Linked DNA regions of Delphinus delphis: region 2 is linked to region 1. Evidence: chromatin contacts called from public Hi-C data. All regions are on one chromosome and are shown on one strand. Each heading gives the region's core, a stretch centred on a gene start, on an enhancer-like site or on the middle of the called end of the contact. The rest is flanking DNA. Distances are from core to core; before and after follow the strand shown.

Region 1 (4,701 bases), core at 1,103-3,602:
TTTGCGGTACGTGGGCCTCTCACTGTTGTGGCCTCTCCGTGGCTCACGGGCCCAGCTGCTCCGCGGCATGTGGGATCTTCCCGGACAGGGGCACGAACCCGTGTCCCCTGCATCGGCAGGCGGACTCTCAACCACTGCACCACCAGGGAAGCCCATAGTTATGGTTTTGATACCACCTGGAGCATTACCTACGGCCAAACTCAGTTCTGAGATCCTGAGAGATGGGAAATTAGTTAACCTCTGTGTGCCTTAATATCTTCATCTGTAAAATGGAAATAGTAACTCATTCCCTCCAGAGGTATTGCAGTAATAAAATGAGACAAAGTGGAAGGCTATTTTTAGTTACATTTAGAAATGCACTCAGACCATCTTAACACAAAGGGGTTTTACTGGAAAAACCAGAATCTACAAGGTACCTGGTGCTCGGGCAGCTGGAGAGAGGAAGTAGGGACCAGGTGGTCTCTGCATTGCTCACTGTGTCTTCTTTCTGTCTGTCTACTCAGTTCCCCCACTATCTTTGCTTGCTCTTACCTTCTACTCCGTGATTTTGCTTTCAAGCTTGTATTGCTGGTGGTTTCCGTTTCTTCATAGCTTCAGTCTACACACTGCCTTGAGCTCTATCTCCATGCTTTCTTTCTTCTTTCGCCCTCACAGATAACTACCTTTAATTTTTCAGTTCAAATTTCCAGAAGAATCTGTTTGATCGATTTGTTCATTCAGGCATTCAGAACACATACATGGAGTATCTACTAAGGACAGGCAGTGGACGCCCGTGGTAATCCCCACCCCCTGTTAGGAACCTGTTAATGATCCCTCCAACCTCATCCTGAAGATGGACTCTTTCCCTGGGACCTTGTTAGAGGTGCTGAATTTGTCCCCCACTCCAGATCTACTGAATCAGAATCTACATTTTAACAAAATCCCCAGGTGATTTGTATGCACAGTTCAAGTCTCAGAAGCACTGCTTTAAACTTCTAGCTCAAAACTGGCTGCACACTGGAAACAGCTGGAGATTTAAAAAATTACTGATGCCTGGGTCCCTCGCAAAGGGATTCCTTTTTAATTTTCCTGGGGTGCAGCCTGGCATTCAGAAAATCCTAGATGATTCCAATGTGCAGGTAGGTTTGAGAATCTCTGAACTAGTCCTGAGTCACCACAATCAGCTGTGAACCTGGACAAACTGCTTAGTTTCTCTCTAGGCTAGACTTCTCATCTCTTAAGTGAAGATAACCTGTGGACCTCAGAGTTGTTCTGAGGGTCCCATCTTCTCTTATACAATTGGGGATTTAAGGAAACAAATGCATTATTAAATATGAGAATATAAGTAAAAATACATAGAAGATAATTGTAAAGCTTACATGATTACACTCTACCTGTGTCATGGCTGAGTACCGTTATCCCATCTTACCTATCACGTAATGGAGGGTTAGAGAGGTTAAGTAACTGTCTCAAGGCCCTGAAGGCTGTTAAAGAGAAATTATTCACCAGATTCTCTTTAAAAACCGGCGGGGAAGACTTTACTACAGACTACTGCGATGGGGGAAACAGACCGAATGCAGCTCTGAACACAACTGGGACCAACGGAGATTTACAGCCAGGGGGCAGGGTGAAGGAGAGAACGGAAAAAAACGACCAAGACGAACTTGGTGAGATATTGGGGGGTAGGGTGGCGGGTGGGATGAGGAACGTGATTAGAAATCGAGAGTGGAGGAAGAGGAGCTTGATTAGGTACCAAGGGTGGGGGGGATTCTCGATCGAGTGGCTTCGCAGGATTCTTTGGTAAAATCAGGCTCAGCAGGCCAGGCACGAGGCCTAGTCTACACGAGGGCTCCAAAGGACCAGACCAGAGTTTGCTCCCGGAGTGGGTCTAGGCGGAGTTGGGGGCTCAAGCCGGGCGAGTCTAAGCGCGCAGACACTGCTGACCCTACACGCCCCCAGTGCCGGGGTTAATGCAAACCTCACAGGACCGAACGTGTCTGGCGCTGTACACCCACGAAGCAGGACTGCTGGCTGCCCTCCAGCTTCCAATCAGACCAACCCCAATCGGAGCGGCGGTCCCTTAGCCGCTCGTAGCCTACAGGACCGGGTTTCCCCGGGCACGCCCCGCCTCCCGGTCCGGGGCGGGGCCGCCGCACCTGCCGCGCACCAATCACGGGCCGGCGCGTAGGGGCGCACGCGCCACGGCCCTGGGCGGGGCCTCGCCGCACATCAGTCTCCGCGACCTGCCGGCCCCCGGCCTCCCTGATTGGCCGTCCTGGAGTGACGTGACGGCCGCCTCGGCCTATGGCAGCGGAGCCGGCCGGTGGCGGGGTGCGGAAGCTGCGGGGTGCGGCGGGCGCAGTGCCGGTTGGCTTGTGCGGAGTGTGGGAGACGGTTCGGGCGGCGTGCGCGGCCTTTGCTTTGCTCTGTCCCGGCGCCGGCGGGATGACGCGCTTCGCTCTGACAGTGGTCCGGCAGTGAGTATGGCCTGCGCGGGCTGCCCTTTCCCCTCCGTGGAGTGTTGCGGGCTGGGCTGTGGGACCGAAGATCTGCACCCGCCCCGCCCTGCCCGTCCCATTTGCTCCTCCGAGGCTCGGCCTGGCGATTTCTAGGTGTTTCCTGTGAGTTACCCCCTACCGGCCCTCCTGCCCCAGCGAAGCTGAGCGGGAAGCCAGGTGTCAGATGGCAGCGGTCCCGCGTTCGATGGGGACAGGGAGGTCGGGAGGAGTGAGTGTCAAGGGCCCCCGTCTCCGGGTGGCAGCTGAAGCTGAAGAGACAGCCCTGTCGCCGCACCTCCCGGGCCCCGCGTTTGCCCCCGGCCGGTCCCCCAGGGTCTGCAGAGTGACTGGTCCGGGGCCCACGTTTCCGCTCCAGGCTCTGCGACGGCTCCGTCCCTGTCCCCTCGGTCGCCTCGGCCCCCCAGGCTTGTGTCTGAGATTCGCTTCTTCTCCGCAGATCTTCTGTCGCTGGGGGAGGAGAGGGGGCCTCGCCCTGCTCTCAGCCGCCTGCATCGCCCCGAATAAATATGTTTATCATATAACGTTACAGGGAGCTAAATGCTGACAAGTCGTTACGTCTCTTCCTTTTTCCTTCTCGACTCTTCTTGGCCCGGTGTTAATGGGAGGTGGAATTCAGGGAGGTCAGGAGCACAGATTTTTCGAGAAAGATCGACGTAGGTTAGAATCTGGGCTCCAGCTAGGAGCCTTGTAACCTGGGCTTCCTTTCACCGACTTAATCTCTACGACCTCAGTTTCCTGATTTATAAAATGGCGTTAGTGATAGGACCCACTTCACTGGGTTAGTGTGATAATGAAATGTCAGAAAGGTGAAGCGTATAGCACAGTGGAGGGGGAGAAATATATCTGAGAATTAACTAACTTTTGTTTCTGTAAGGACAGCTCTGATACAGATGCAGGGAGTCCTCCAATTTGTGTGTTAATGGGACCAGCATTCTGAGCGGGTGCTGTGTGTCAGCCCGTAACTAAGGGTTACAGGGTTACAGGGAACTAAGATGCCGTTTTTGACATCGTGGAGCTTGTGGAGAACAGCGATATGGTCTAACCTTGCCAAGCTGACTTTAGCTGCTATCGTCTTTGGTCCTGTTTTTACTTTATAGGAAGATTATCTTGGCAACCATCTGAAGTTGTTCCGTTAGGATTCACAGGATTTTAATGACTGAGCTAGAAATCGAGCTCCTCTCTTTCCGCCCCACCCCTCTCCATTTTTAGAAGGCTTTATGACTGTCGTGTGACCTTCTTAAGGTCATCCAGCTAGTCAGTAGCAGAACAGGGATTAGTGTCTTGATTGCCCTCATTTTCCTCTGAAGTTTCTGGATGCCTTGACACAGTGCCTGGCGTGTAATTGCCACTCAGAAGTCGTAGAAAATCTGGGCAAGACCACCCCTTGAAAAACAAGATGATCCCTATTCAGTTTCTTAATATACAGTAGTTACATGAGTTCGGATTTTATCCCCTCCCTGCTTCTTAAAAAGGGCTTGATTTTTAAAATGGATTCATCATAGAATTCCTATGAGGAATTAATTTAAAAATAAGTCTTAATAAATTAGTATGTGCCAGGCACTGTCGTAATTAAATTCTGACAACAGTCTGGTGAGGTAAAGACTGGCTTCTCAATTTGCGGGTGAGGAAACAGACACGGAGGGCATGTGACTTGCTTATAGTCACATGACAAGTTGGGGTGGTGGCCTTTAAACCAAGGCAGCAGATCTGCGGCCCATCCTCTTAACTATATACTATGCCCTTCTGCCTCCAATTTTAGAGTTGAAACCTAGTGTTTGTAGGTTGCTTAAATATCATCAGCCATTTCAGAGGCTACTTTTTATTTCCTGTGATATAACCATGAAGAGTGGTAAGAATAGTTTACTTTGCTCTGTTTTATTCATGGGAAAGTGCAAAGGAAGTGCTGAAATAATTGATAGGGTTAGTTTTCTCCTTCAGAGTTCTCAAAGCTAAAAATGGATGATTCTTTCAGGAAAAGAAACAGTTTCAAACTTGATTGATCACCAGAGTTCAATGTAATGACTCTTACTGGAATCAGCAAGATTGAATCATTGAGCAAAATAGTGGGAGTTTACCTTGAGTTGTCTCTTACCTGACTCTGTCAAACGCTTTGCAACTCAGTGTGTTTAAGAGTTGGATAATTTTTGGATAATGCAAGAAAACTTTTTAAATGCAGTTTCTTTAAGTTCAGTCAAATCCTTTA
Region 2 (4,701 bases), core at 1,507-4,006, 170 kb after region 1:
AACCAGGATACCTGGGTTCTGGTCTTGGCTCTGTCGTTATATAACTTCGGACCAGAGGTTCTCAGTCGTTAAGATGCATCAGAGTTCCCTGAAGAGCTTACTGGAATAGACTGCCGCATGCACTCCCAGAGTTCCTGATTCAAAGGGAACTGGGTGGAGCCTGCCCAATAATCCTCATTTCTAACAAGTTCCCAAGTGATACTGTAGCTGCTGATCAGGGAACGATTTTTGAGAATCATTGCGTTGGGCAAATAATTTAACCTTTCTAGGTACCAGTTTCCTTATTTGTACAAAGAGATTGTGCTGGAAAGTTTCTACGTCCCCTTGTAACTTCGACCTTCTATGATCCAACATATTCTCAATTAAAACATTTTCCCTCATCTCTAGACAGAGCACAGACCTTTTAACATGGTTTAATACACACTTTATTAATGACTTTATGGAATTAATTTAGGTGAGCAAAGATTATTGAAAGCCAGGTACCCCTTCTCTCCCATGACATCTCAGGAATTGCGGACCGAATCATTAAAAGGGCAACGCATTCAGCACATAGCTAGTGATAGCGGACACACCTTATGAATCCATCCAACTACATTAGGAGGTTAAGAGTTCTAATCCAGACTCGGTGATTTTTCATATTTTAATTTAATTTTTATACTAAAATGCCTAATAAACAATTACAAGGGATACAAAAAAAAACACTCCAGAAAACAAAGGTCTGGGGAACCTTTTTATTCTTGAAAGCTTCACATTTTGTAGTTGTTTCCAATGCTTCTTAGGTTTATGCTTTTTAATATAAAACTTCTAATGACAGAGACTATAGGAAAATAACGAAGTGATATTTTAAAAGAAATCAACCCTCACCTTTTTCTATAAAGCATGGTAAATTGTGCAGCAGCATCAGACGGCCATGTAAATGACTGGCATTCTCTTGAACAGGAAATTTGAGAGGCACCCTCAGTTCTAAGCACTGACTGCCCACTTTGAATTCATACACAAATTCCCTCTCTCTGTTGCAGAATCTTTCTCTGTTTTTCTTCATCTTCTTTGGCAGGATTTCTATAGCACTGACAACAACAAAAAAACTCAGCGGGTTATAAGTCCATTTAAAAAAAACATGATGTTTCATTATTGCTGTTCCACTTCTAAGATGTTCCCCCACTCAGAGGTTTTATTTGTGTGACTCTGAGCTGATTATTCTATTTCCCTACGTTTATCCCTGCATTTTCATCTTCATGATGAAAACAAAATGCTTCTTCTTTTAAGGAAAAGGTTCTTCTAAACTTCATTTAAGAAAAAAATTATGCCCACAAAATACTTAGCATTCCTAGGCAGAGTTCTCAGGAATAGGTAAGGATCATGGAGAGAAGAACAGAGAGGATTCTTAGGAACAGATGCATGGTGGGTGGATACAGTTCATGAAACAGCTGGTGAATACAAAGTCAAAGAAACAGATCAGGGACCAATTCATCTTGAAGAGCTTAGAGGTGGTGGGTATGCGATCTGATAGGGGGTGCAGAGAAGGGAGATGGTGCTGGAAAGATTTCCATGAAGGAAAAAGATACACAGAAAGTGGAAAGTACAGGACAGCCCACAAGGCAAAGTGGACACTATTCATAAAGAAGAAAATCTAGTCAAAAAGAATACATCAACTGAAGATTTACTTATTAGCCTCCTAACTGGACTCCTGTCCCCAGACATTTCCCCATCAAATCAGTTCTCACACTATTCTCTACACTGAAGTCACAGCAATCGTTTTCAAGTGCATATCTGACCACGTTGCTCATCTGCTTAAATCCTTCTATGACATTCCTTGTAGGACTCAGGATACAATACAAACTCGTTAACGGAGCTTACCACGCCCCTGCTTATACCTCCAAACTCTTATTTCAGCACCTGCACCCCGTCCTCTCCAACACACAAATCCAAAAACTTTATTTTCCAGCCATACTAAACTTCTTTCAATACCAAACCTCTCTTTCCACTCCCAACCTTTCTGAATGTTTTTCCTTTGCCTAGCACACGCTTACTGCCCTTCTTTCCTTGGCCACATCTCAGCTGAGCTAGGCCCCAGGAAACCTTTTAACTTGTAGGACTGTCATTAGGCTTAATCATATAATAAATACGAAGCATCCGACAAGCTTAAGATGACCAATAAATGGAAGCTGGTAAAAATAATAAACAATAACAGGAAGCTCTATAAGAACATATCAATTAAAAAAAATCAAAGGCTGCTAAATGAGCACACATGATGCAGGCAAAGACAGTAAAAAAACATTTTGCAGGGAACTGAAAATTACGGAAATAGGGGCTCATGGTCTCATCTTGTTTCGAGTCATAATTTTCGGCAAACAAAAACCATTAGCTCTGGTTTCAGTTGGTTCAACCTTTAGCCTTATTGTGTTTCAACAAACTGATACTTTAGCTCTCTCTCCCCGATCTGTTATTAACAGCAGGGCTGAAATCAAGCAAGGTTTCCGTACAATTATGGGATGCGAGGAGGAGAGCTGAACCGAACTCATGCAGCCAGTCGAGTGGAGGTTCTGAGGCTTAAATGAGTCAGGGAAGGGAGGGCAGACAAAGGGCCGAGAAGCCACGGCCGAGTGAGGGGAACAGCCCCCGGTTAGAGGGTTTCGGTCTGAGGGGGCTTCCTCGATCGGGTCGCGGGCTCACCTCCCCTTGTTCCGAGTCTCCTGCTGTCCGCACACCCGGCGCTGTCAACCAGCCGCGGTGCAGGAACCGTCAGCTGACTGCCGCCTTGTTTTTACAGCCGGAAGATCAGCTCCGGCAGATTCGTCCGCATCTTTTCCTCTTTCCCGGCACCCCGTGTAAAATTCCTCGGTCTAAGTGTCCCCTTGTTCCATAATACCTGAGTTGAATCATTTAAAAAGTGTAAGAAGGTGTATTTCTACTGTTATTGTCCATTTCAGAGACGGCGCAGAAGTGACGAAAGTGCAGCGGCGAAGCACCGGCTCGGCTCTGGCAGACCGGATGCGGAAGGGCGGTGCTTGGAGGGGGCGTGAACTAACGCGCGCTTCTCAGAGCGCATGCGCGCCCGCGGGGATGGCCGGAGAGGATTGGAGGACTGGCGGCGGGGCGGAGAGCTTCGAATCTGGTTTTGCGCGGGAATTGGAACGGCCGCCGCCGCTGCCGACAGGAGGCTGCGAGCTGCAGGTTTCCAGCCTTGGAGGGGACCATGGTGCGGCCTGCGAGGTGAGTAGTTCATGGCATCCGGCGCGGATGGGGAGGAAGGGCAGGAAGACGCTGTAGGCCGCGTCACCTGCATGGAATGGAGGGAAGGGCCCGAGGACCAGGGTAGCGATGGTGGGACCGACAGCTAAACGCTCTAGACTCCAGGGAGAGCTGCCGCTCCTCGGAAAGGTCCTAGCATCCAAGCTGTTTCCTTCTCTTGGCTCCTTTGACAGTTACTGCCGTTTCTTTTACCCACTCCGTTCAAATAAGGCCTGGTTACAGCGTTTTGCATTTCACCAAGCTTCTGCTTACGTGTTATTTCATTTGTTCGTCCCTATACTTCTTTGAGATAGAAAGTTTGGGTCTCCCTGTCTTATCAATTTAAACTTCTGGGCACGAAAGCCAGTTTAGTTGAGTCACACAGCTAGTAAGTTACAGGATAACATGCAAACCTAAGCCAGCTGGCGCCAGATCCTCTGTGTTTTCCATTAAATGTACTGTTTGAAACTATTGCTCCAGTTAACCTCAGTTGAGCACCGTGGAGGCCTAGGGTCAGCCGCTCGTTTAGTAGAGTTTTGAATATATTTACTTTTGTGCTGGAGGTATATATTTACTAGATATATGTATTTACTAGGTGCTGGAGGTTGCAGTCTAGTCAAGGGATGAAGTTAGGAGACGGAAAATAAACATGGCAATGTGAGAGAGAGTGAGGAGGAGGAAAGCCCTACTTTAATTTTAATTTAAAAAAAATTTTGTTGAAGTATAATTATTTATAATGTTGTGTATCTGGTGTACAGCAAAGTGATTTAGTTTTATATATACATATATGTACTTTTTCATATTCTTTTCCATTCTGGTTTATTACAGGATGTTGAATATAGCTCCCTGTGCTACACAGTAGGTCCTTGTTGTTTATCTATTTTATTTATAGTAGTTTGTACCTGCTGATCCCAAACTCTTAACTTATCCCTCCCCATCCCCTTTCCCCTTTGGTAACCATGTCTGTTTTCTGTGTCTCTGAGTCTGTTTCTGTTTTGTAAATAAATTCATTTGTATCATATTTTAGATTCCGGATATAAGTGATATCATATGGGTTTTTTTGTCTTTCTTTTTCTGACTTACTTCACTTAGTATCATAATCTCTAGGTCCAGCCACGTTGCTGCAAATGTCATTATTTCATTCTTGTTGATGGCTGAGTAATATTCCGTTGTATATGTATACCACACTTCTTCATACACACATCTGGCAGTGGACCTTTAGGTTGCTTCCATGCCTTGGCTATTGTAAATAGTGTTGCTGTGAACATTGGGGTGCATGTATCTTTTCGGATTAGAGTTTTCTCCAGGTATATGCCCAGGAGTGGGATTGCTGGCTCATATGGTAATTCTATTTTTAGTTTTTTGAGGAACCTCCATACTGTTCTCCATAGTGGCTGTATCAATTTACATTCCCACCAGCAGTGCAGGAGGGTTCCCTTTTCTCCACACCTTTTCCAGCATTTGTTGTTT

Evidence for each region. A called contact is a pair of places that touch in the nucleus more often than the background predicts.
Region 2: a contact with region 1 is called in a Hi-C map of lung, with 4 times the contacts expected there. The contact joins the promoter of FERRY3 here to the promoter of TIGAR in region 1. A contact is called at or near these places in 2 of 3 Hi-C or Micro-C datasets (lung and muscle).

Annotation. Positions count from the first base shown.
Region 1 is chr11:5,027,702-5,032,402 of mDelDel1.2, forward strand. TIGAR (TP53 induced glycolysis regulatory phosphatase) reads left to right here and starts at 2,353. Exons shown (of 7, transcript XM_060024139.1): 1 at 2,353-2,456. The coding sequence starts at 2,425.
Region 2 is chr11:5,200,321-5,205,021 of mDelDel1.2, forward strand. It overlaps FERRY3 (FERRY endosomal RAB5 effector complex subunit 3), which reads right to left and starts at 2,757. Exons shown (of 14, transcript XM_060024143.1): 1 at 2,674-2,757; 2 at 865-1,067. The coding sequence starts at 1,042. RAD51AP1 (RAD51 associated protein 1) reads left to right here and starts at 3,097. Exons shown (of 9, transcript XM_060026044.1): 1 at 3,097-3,213. The coding sequence starts at 3,197.